2 separate regions of the Pan troglodytes genome follow, and region 2 is linked to region 1. Evidence: chromatin contacts called from public Hi-C data. All regions are on one chromosome and are shown on one strand. The core of a region is the stretch at or near the end of the contact, and the rest is flanking DNA. Distances in the headings are between cores, read along the strand shown.

Region 1 (3,078 bases), core at 13-2,512:
TGGCCAGGCTGTTCTCAAACTCCTGGCCTCAAGTGATCTTCCCGCCTCGGCCTCCCAAAGTGCTGGGATTACAGACATGAGCCACCATGCCTGGCCTCTGAAGGTCATACTCTTAAAAGCTTAGACGAAGAGTCTTAGAACATCTACGGTAATAATAAGAATAACCATTAATGTTTATTATGCCAGGCACTGTTCTGTGTGTATTTCATATGTAATCTAATTTAATCTTTACCACTACTTTTATTTTCCGTTCCGTTCTTTCTTATTGACCTTACCCTTATTTTACACATGAATAAACTACTGTGCAAAGAGGCTACGTTACGTGGCAAGAAAGTGGTGGGGTTGGGACCTGGAGACCTGGCCTGCTGGCTTCTGTTTGAGGAACCAGCTTGACAGAGAAAAAACCTTGATAGGAAACTTGAGAGGTCAGGAAACGTGTCAAAGGGCACACAGCTGGTAACTGCTGGAGCTGGGATTTGAACCCAAGACTAGCTCCAGAGCCTGGGCTCAGCCTCCCCTGCAGGACTCTCCTTCATTAGACAGGGTGTCTAGGTCTTAGTGCCATTTTAAGCTTGAATAGCATCAGAAGTATAAATGCTTCAAACTTACCAAACCCCCTTGAAAGTTTAATTATTTAAATTTCTTTTGCACGTCTTTAGTTATGTGATTTTTGAATAATCAATTTTTCATTTTCATTTTTGGTTTGAGTCAGCATTTTCCATCTTTGGGAGGATGGAGACCAAAACTTAAAGTGAAACATTTATTATTCGAAAATCACAAAACCATGCACACAGCTTTAAATAATTAACTTTAAAATGGTGTTTTTGTAAATTTATAGGACTTGTACTTCTGAAGTTATTCAGGCTTAAAACTACTAAGATGTTGGGGTCCTGCTGTATATTCATGACTGGATGTTGCCAATGCAGGTGACTGAGGCTGAGAGGCCGGCTGGCAGGAGCCATTCTCTGGGAGGCGCCCTGTACAGGGGGTCTAGGGAAAAGAGGGGTGAACATGAGCAAGAGGCATTTAACTCCTTTCTTGCCAGCAGTTTCACCCAGTGCTGAATTCTGCTGCCTCCTTGGGGACCGGCAAGGCTAAAAATGGTTCTTGGCTAAAAATAGCCAGTCCTGCCACCCCGGTGGGCAGTGCCTCCCCTGGCTCCCTCCTTCCCTTTCAGCAATTTGCTGACTTGTCCCCCACCCCCCACCACTGTCGCCCTGCTGCCATGGTAACGAGGAGGCCAGTCACAAATAGCTGGGACTGGCTTCCTGCCGGGGCGGCCCCAGAGGCTGTCCCTTGCAGACACATGCCCCTTTCACGGCTCCCTCTCAGGGTTGGCCAGAAGGAATTTTTTTTTCCGCTCCCCCTCCTGGTCCCTCCCATTTCCTGGCTCCTCCTGTCTGAGTCCCAGCCCCGGCTTGTGCCCGGGAGTCCAGTCATCAGGCCAGGATTCCAGAGAGCGTGTGTGGCTGCAGCCTGCACCGTTGCTGCCTGCTGCCCAGGACGCGGGGTGGGGGACAGGAGCCAGAGTGGTGCCTCCTGCAGACCAATCTGCGGCCCCAAGGTGGGGGGCCCTACAGAGATGCTCCGAGGCATGTACCTCACTCGCAACGGGAACCTGCAGAGGCGACACACGATGAAGGAGTAGGTGCCCTCGACCCAGCTCTCCCGACTCTGGATTTGCAGGGGCGAGTGGGCCAGGCTGAGCAACCCTCTTTTCTGCTTCTGTCCCCAGAGCCAAGGACATGAAGAACAAGCTGGGGATCTTCAGACGGCGGAATGAGTCCCCTGGAGCCCCTCCCGCGGGCAAGGCAGACAAAATGATGAAGTCATTCAAGTAGGTCCTCCCTGGCACCCTGGGACCCTTTGGGGAACTCACTGGCTCCCCGGGGAGTAGGACTGAGTGGTAGGGTTGAGGGGAAGGGGCCTGCCGGCTTGATCCAGCTCTGGGGAGACAGGCTTTCACAGAGGGAGCTGGGTACCTGGCAAGCAGCTACCCTCACAGGGAGCAGCTGCCCTAGGGGGAAGGCTAGGTGGGGTGGAGATGGGGGCTGGAAGGGACCCTGGCCCCGGGAAAGAGGGTGGCCCTCCTTCCTGGGCGCCCCAGCTGGGCTCAGCTGCAGACTGGGCCCAGGGCAGTAAACAAAGGCCGCCTGGCCCAGCTTCCCCCAAGGTTCCCAAGCCTCTCAGTGCCCTCACTGTGTTTCCTCCCTCACCCCTCAGGCCCACCTCAGAGGAAGCCCTCAAGTGGGGCGAGTCCTTGGAGAAGCTGCTGGTTCACAAATGTAAGTTGGGCCTGCCTGCCCACTCCCTGTGCCCTCTCTCCCTCTCCCCTTCGCCCCCATCCAGACCCTGTGTAGCTGGTGCTAGAGAGGCCGCCTTCCCTCTCCTCGACCGTCAGGGTGTCCTTGCTGTTGCGGAGGGGCTGAGCCCAAGCTGAGGCCCTTGGTCTGGCCTTGGAGCCAGCTTCTGCCAGCCCCTCCCCATCCATGTGAGCTGGCACTGCCTGCCGGAGGCCCGTGGGACCTGTGTGCTCAGATCCATATTCCCAGAATAAGAATAAACATTTCTACGTACTGAGGGCTTTCACGGCGCCAAATATGCCTGCCATCTCATGGGCAGGGTCCCATCGGCTCCTCCCAGGGCTCTGGGAGACAGAATCGATAGTCCCCATTTCACAGATGAAGACACTGAGGCATAGAGAGGGGGAGACCCCACTGAGACCCTGAAAGAGGCAGTGGCAGGGCTGGGGCCACATCCCAGGGCTCCTGGCTGTCGGGGACGGGCATTGTACTCAGCTCCCAGCACGCCCATCTTCAAAGTCCTGTAGGAGTAAGCTGGGGCATCTTAAGGGCAGGAGAGGCTGACTTTGCCTCTTACCCCAGGATCTGTTCTCCTCACAGACGGGTTAGCAGTGTTCCAAGCCTTCCTTCGCACTGAGTTCAGCGAGGAGAATCTGGAGTTCTGGTTGGCTTGTGAGGACTTCAAGAAGGTCAAGTCACAGTCCAAGATGGCATCCAAGGCCAAGAAGATCTTTGCTGAATACATCGCGATCCAGGCATGCAAGGAGGTAGGACC
Region 2 (2,953 bases), core at 268-2,767, 320 kb before region 1:
TGTATCTATAAAAACAGTCAGTAAATGTTTGTTGACTAAAAGGTGAGATCATTCTTGAGCACCGTGCTGTTTTTCCATTCCCATTCTTTACATTCTTATTTTAACACAAAAACCCTGTGAAGTTGACAAAATGATTCCTATTTCACACATAAAGAAGTCATCGAAGCAAGCTGTTCAGTTTGGTTAATAATTTTAGCCTCCTATAAAAATTATAAAGGCCAACATGATAAGCATTAAGTGAAAATGATGGAAGTGAAAACTCCTTGAAAGTATGTACAGATACAAATTATTACACGTATCTAGGATGAAACTAAGGACTGTGAAGTATACAAAGGAAGAAATAGTTCCTTCTCCCATGAAGCTTAGGATACTACAGGTGATATTATCAACACAAAACACTGGCACATTACATTTCAAATTCCTTTGTACTAAATCAGGCATTATCTTCTACCAGATTCCAATGCAGACAAATGGTAGAGAAAGCCAAAGTTCCAAAGAGGGAAAGAGAGGGATAGGGATACCTAAAAGGGGGGAAAAAAAAATCTATACATTTTACCTTTTCTGCAAACTGCAAAAAACTGGCCACTAGGGAGCAGTATAGATTAACAGTTAAAAGTGCTGGCTGTAGAGGTTAAAGGGCACAGGTTTTAATCCCACTACACCACCGATCCTGAACAATTCGTTTCATTTCTCACTAGACCTTAGTTCCCTCATCTGTATCCTACTCTGCTGTTGTAGGAAGTCAATAACGTAATACACAGTAAGCTCTTGGAATATTATTTGGCATTTAATAAATGTTCAATAAATAACATCTATTATTGCTGTAATTGTTCTAGGGGGTTGCATGAGGATCTGGCCAGCTAGGGAAACGTCAATATTTTGAGGATCTCCCACCGCCCATGTGGGGATAAAAACCTTATCCTGTTCGTCTCTAATGCCCCAGCATCCAGCAGGGCAGAGAGACGTACAGAGTTACCTGACACCTTCCTATCCATCATCTTACTCTCAATCTGATACAAAGACCAGGCTGAAGACAAATCAACAAAATCAGGCCGAAGCTCCTCCGCCGGGTCTTTATTTGACTTTGGCACTAGCGGGCTCTTCTAGCTTAATCTCTCGCCGCAGCCCAAATCCACCGCCGAGCCATCAAGCTCAGAGGGGGAGCCTGGGAAGACTTCCGGACCATGGAGGAGAACAGTCCTCGTCCCCTAGCTCCAGGCCTGTACCTCGGAGCCCAGGCAAGGGTTTCTATGGTAACATGGTCCTCGGCTCCAAGAAGACGTAAACGCCCCCGTACGCCCTGGGGGCACAGCGGACCCCGGAAGCCCTTGACTCGCTCCAGAGTTCAGCCCCGAGCCGCGCGAGTCGACTCACCTACCTCTTTTCAAGCCGGCCTAGCCCCTTCCCGGAACCTCGGCTCCCCCCCACGAAACTACTGCTAAGCCAACTGGACTACACTTCCCAGACTGCTTGGAGCCTCTCTCTCCGCAGAACCTCGTCTTCCGCGAGCTTTTCCTGGAGGTTCTAGGCGGGATGCCCCTCAATGCCACGACGCCATTTCCTACTACGACTTCCATCATGCTCCGCGCCGCTCCGGGGGCGGTGACCCCTCTTGGCCCACGTCCTGTCAGTGACGCACTTCCTGTCAGTGACGCACTTCCCCTCTGCTGGGCGCGCGGTGGACGGTCTGAAAGGGAGTGTTCGGATTTCGCTGGGGCCTCGCGGCTCCAGAGCCCAGCATGGCTTCCTCCCGAGCCTCCTCCACGGTACAGAGCCCGGGATCCCAGCTCACTCTGGCAGGGAGCGCTAAGGGGGAAGGGGATCTCTGCGGGAAGGGGCCGTTAAGGAGCGGGAGAAGGCGGTGGAGGGCTGAGGAGGAAGGCTGCGGGACTCAGTGGTGTCCTACACAGCGGACCACCGTTTTCCTGATCCCTAAGCGCTTTCGTGGACTGTAGCTTATTTGCACCTCTCCCACTACAGCCCCAAAGGGCAAGCATCTCTTCCGACTCATCCAGTAACGGTGCTCTGAAATAGGGAAGTGTCTTGGCCAAGGTTTATGCCTTTGGCAGATCTCAGAATTTTAATGAGACCTACTAACTCCTACTACCTCACGTCTAGGAACGTTTGAAATGTATACACTTGTAATGTTGTAACTTGTTATCCTTTAGCACCGCGTTGGTTATTTCATCTATCCTTAGTATTTCCCCAGTGATAAGCAGTAATCCGGGAAGCATAAAACACGAGATTGAACACTTCCAACGGAATGAAGTAAACAGATTCCAGAGCAAACCTTTCATAGGAAAATACCCGAGAGAACCTCACTAGTTTTATTAATCCCGTCAACCAAAGTGAGGGACTGAAACACCCTCACCCTACCCTCACCTCCTCAAATCAATGAAGAACGTCTTAAGTAGTGTCCAATTTGTCCTTTCAATTACGGAGGAAATAGGACTGTGAAACTCAGGGTGAGCTTCATCCTCTGGTGAATTCCGGTAAATTGCCAAGATTAAACCTTAGTTTAATCCAGATCTTTGATTTAGCAGGCAACCAAAACTAAAGCACCCGACGACTTAGTTGCTCCGGTCGTGAAGAAACCACACATCTATTATGGAAGTTTGGAAGAGAAGGAGAGGGAGCGTCTGGCCAAAGGAGAGTCTGGGATTTTGGGGAAAGACGGACTTAAAGCAGGGATCGAAGCTGGAAATATTAATATAACCTCTGGTAAGATGCAAATTGTGAGCCCATCTTTACCTCTTTGTGTAATGAATACCTTTCTAAACTTAAATACCACCAGTTTTATAATGTCAAAAAATTACAATTTTTTTTTTTTTTTTAAGACAGAGTCTCGCTCTGTCGCCAGGCTGGAGTGCAGTGGCGCGATCTTGGCTCACTGCAACCTCCGCCTCCCGGGTTCAAGCAGTTCTCCTGCTTCAGCCTCCCGAGTAGCTGGGAT

The links. Hi-C and Micro-C count contacts between places; a contact is called where the count stands out from the background.
Region 2: a contact with region 1 is called in a Hi-C map of stem cell-derived neural progenitor cells, with 10 times the contacts expected there. The contact joins the promoter of CDC26 here to the enhancer-like site in region 1. A contact is called at or near these places in 1 of 7 Hi-C or Micro-C datasets (stem cell-derived neural progenitor cells) and 1 of 1 datasets of contacts at active chromatin or transcription factors (stem cell-derived excitatory neurons).

What each region holds. Positions count from the first base shown.
Region 1 is chr11:24,851,330-24,854,407 of NHGRI_mPanTro3-v2.0_pri, reverse strand. It overlaps RGS3 (regulator of G protein signaling 3), which reads left to right. Exons shown (of 22, transcript XM_063787573.1): 19 at 1,736-1,837; 20 at 2,224-2,285; 21 at 2,904-3,070. Among named protein-coding and RNA genes, the nearest start is that of RGS3, 130 kb to the left of the region's middle. Within about 2 kb of position 1,262, at least 16 of the 24 cell types and tissues checked have an H3K27ac peak or open chromatin away from gene starts, as enhancers often do. A contact at or near this core is called in stem cell-derived neural progenitor cells, where this site is marked.
Region 2 is chr11:25,168,975-25,171,927 of NHGRI_mPanTro3-v2.0_pri, reverse strand. It overlaps CDC26 (cell division cycle 26), which reads right to left and starts at 1,517. Exons shown (of 4, transcript XM_003312239.5): 1 at 1,379-1,517. It overlaps PRPF4 (pre-mRNA splicing tri-snRNP complex factor PRPF4), which reads left to right and starts at 1,582. Exons shown (of 14, transcript XM_009457111.5): 1 at 1,582-1,766; 2 at 2,541-2,721. The coding sequence starts at 1,740.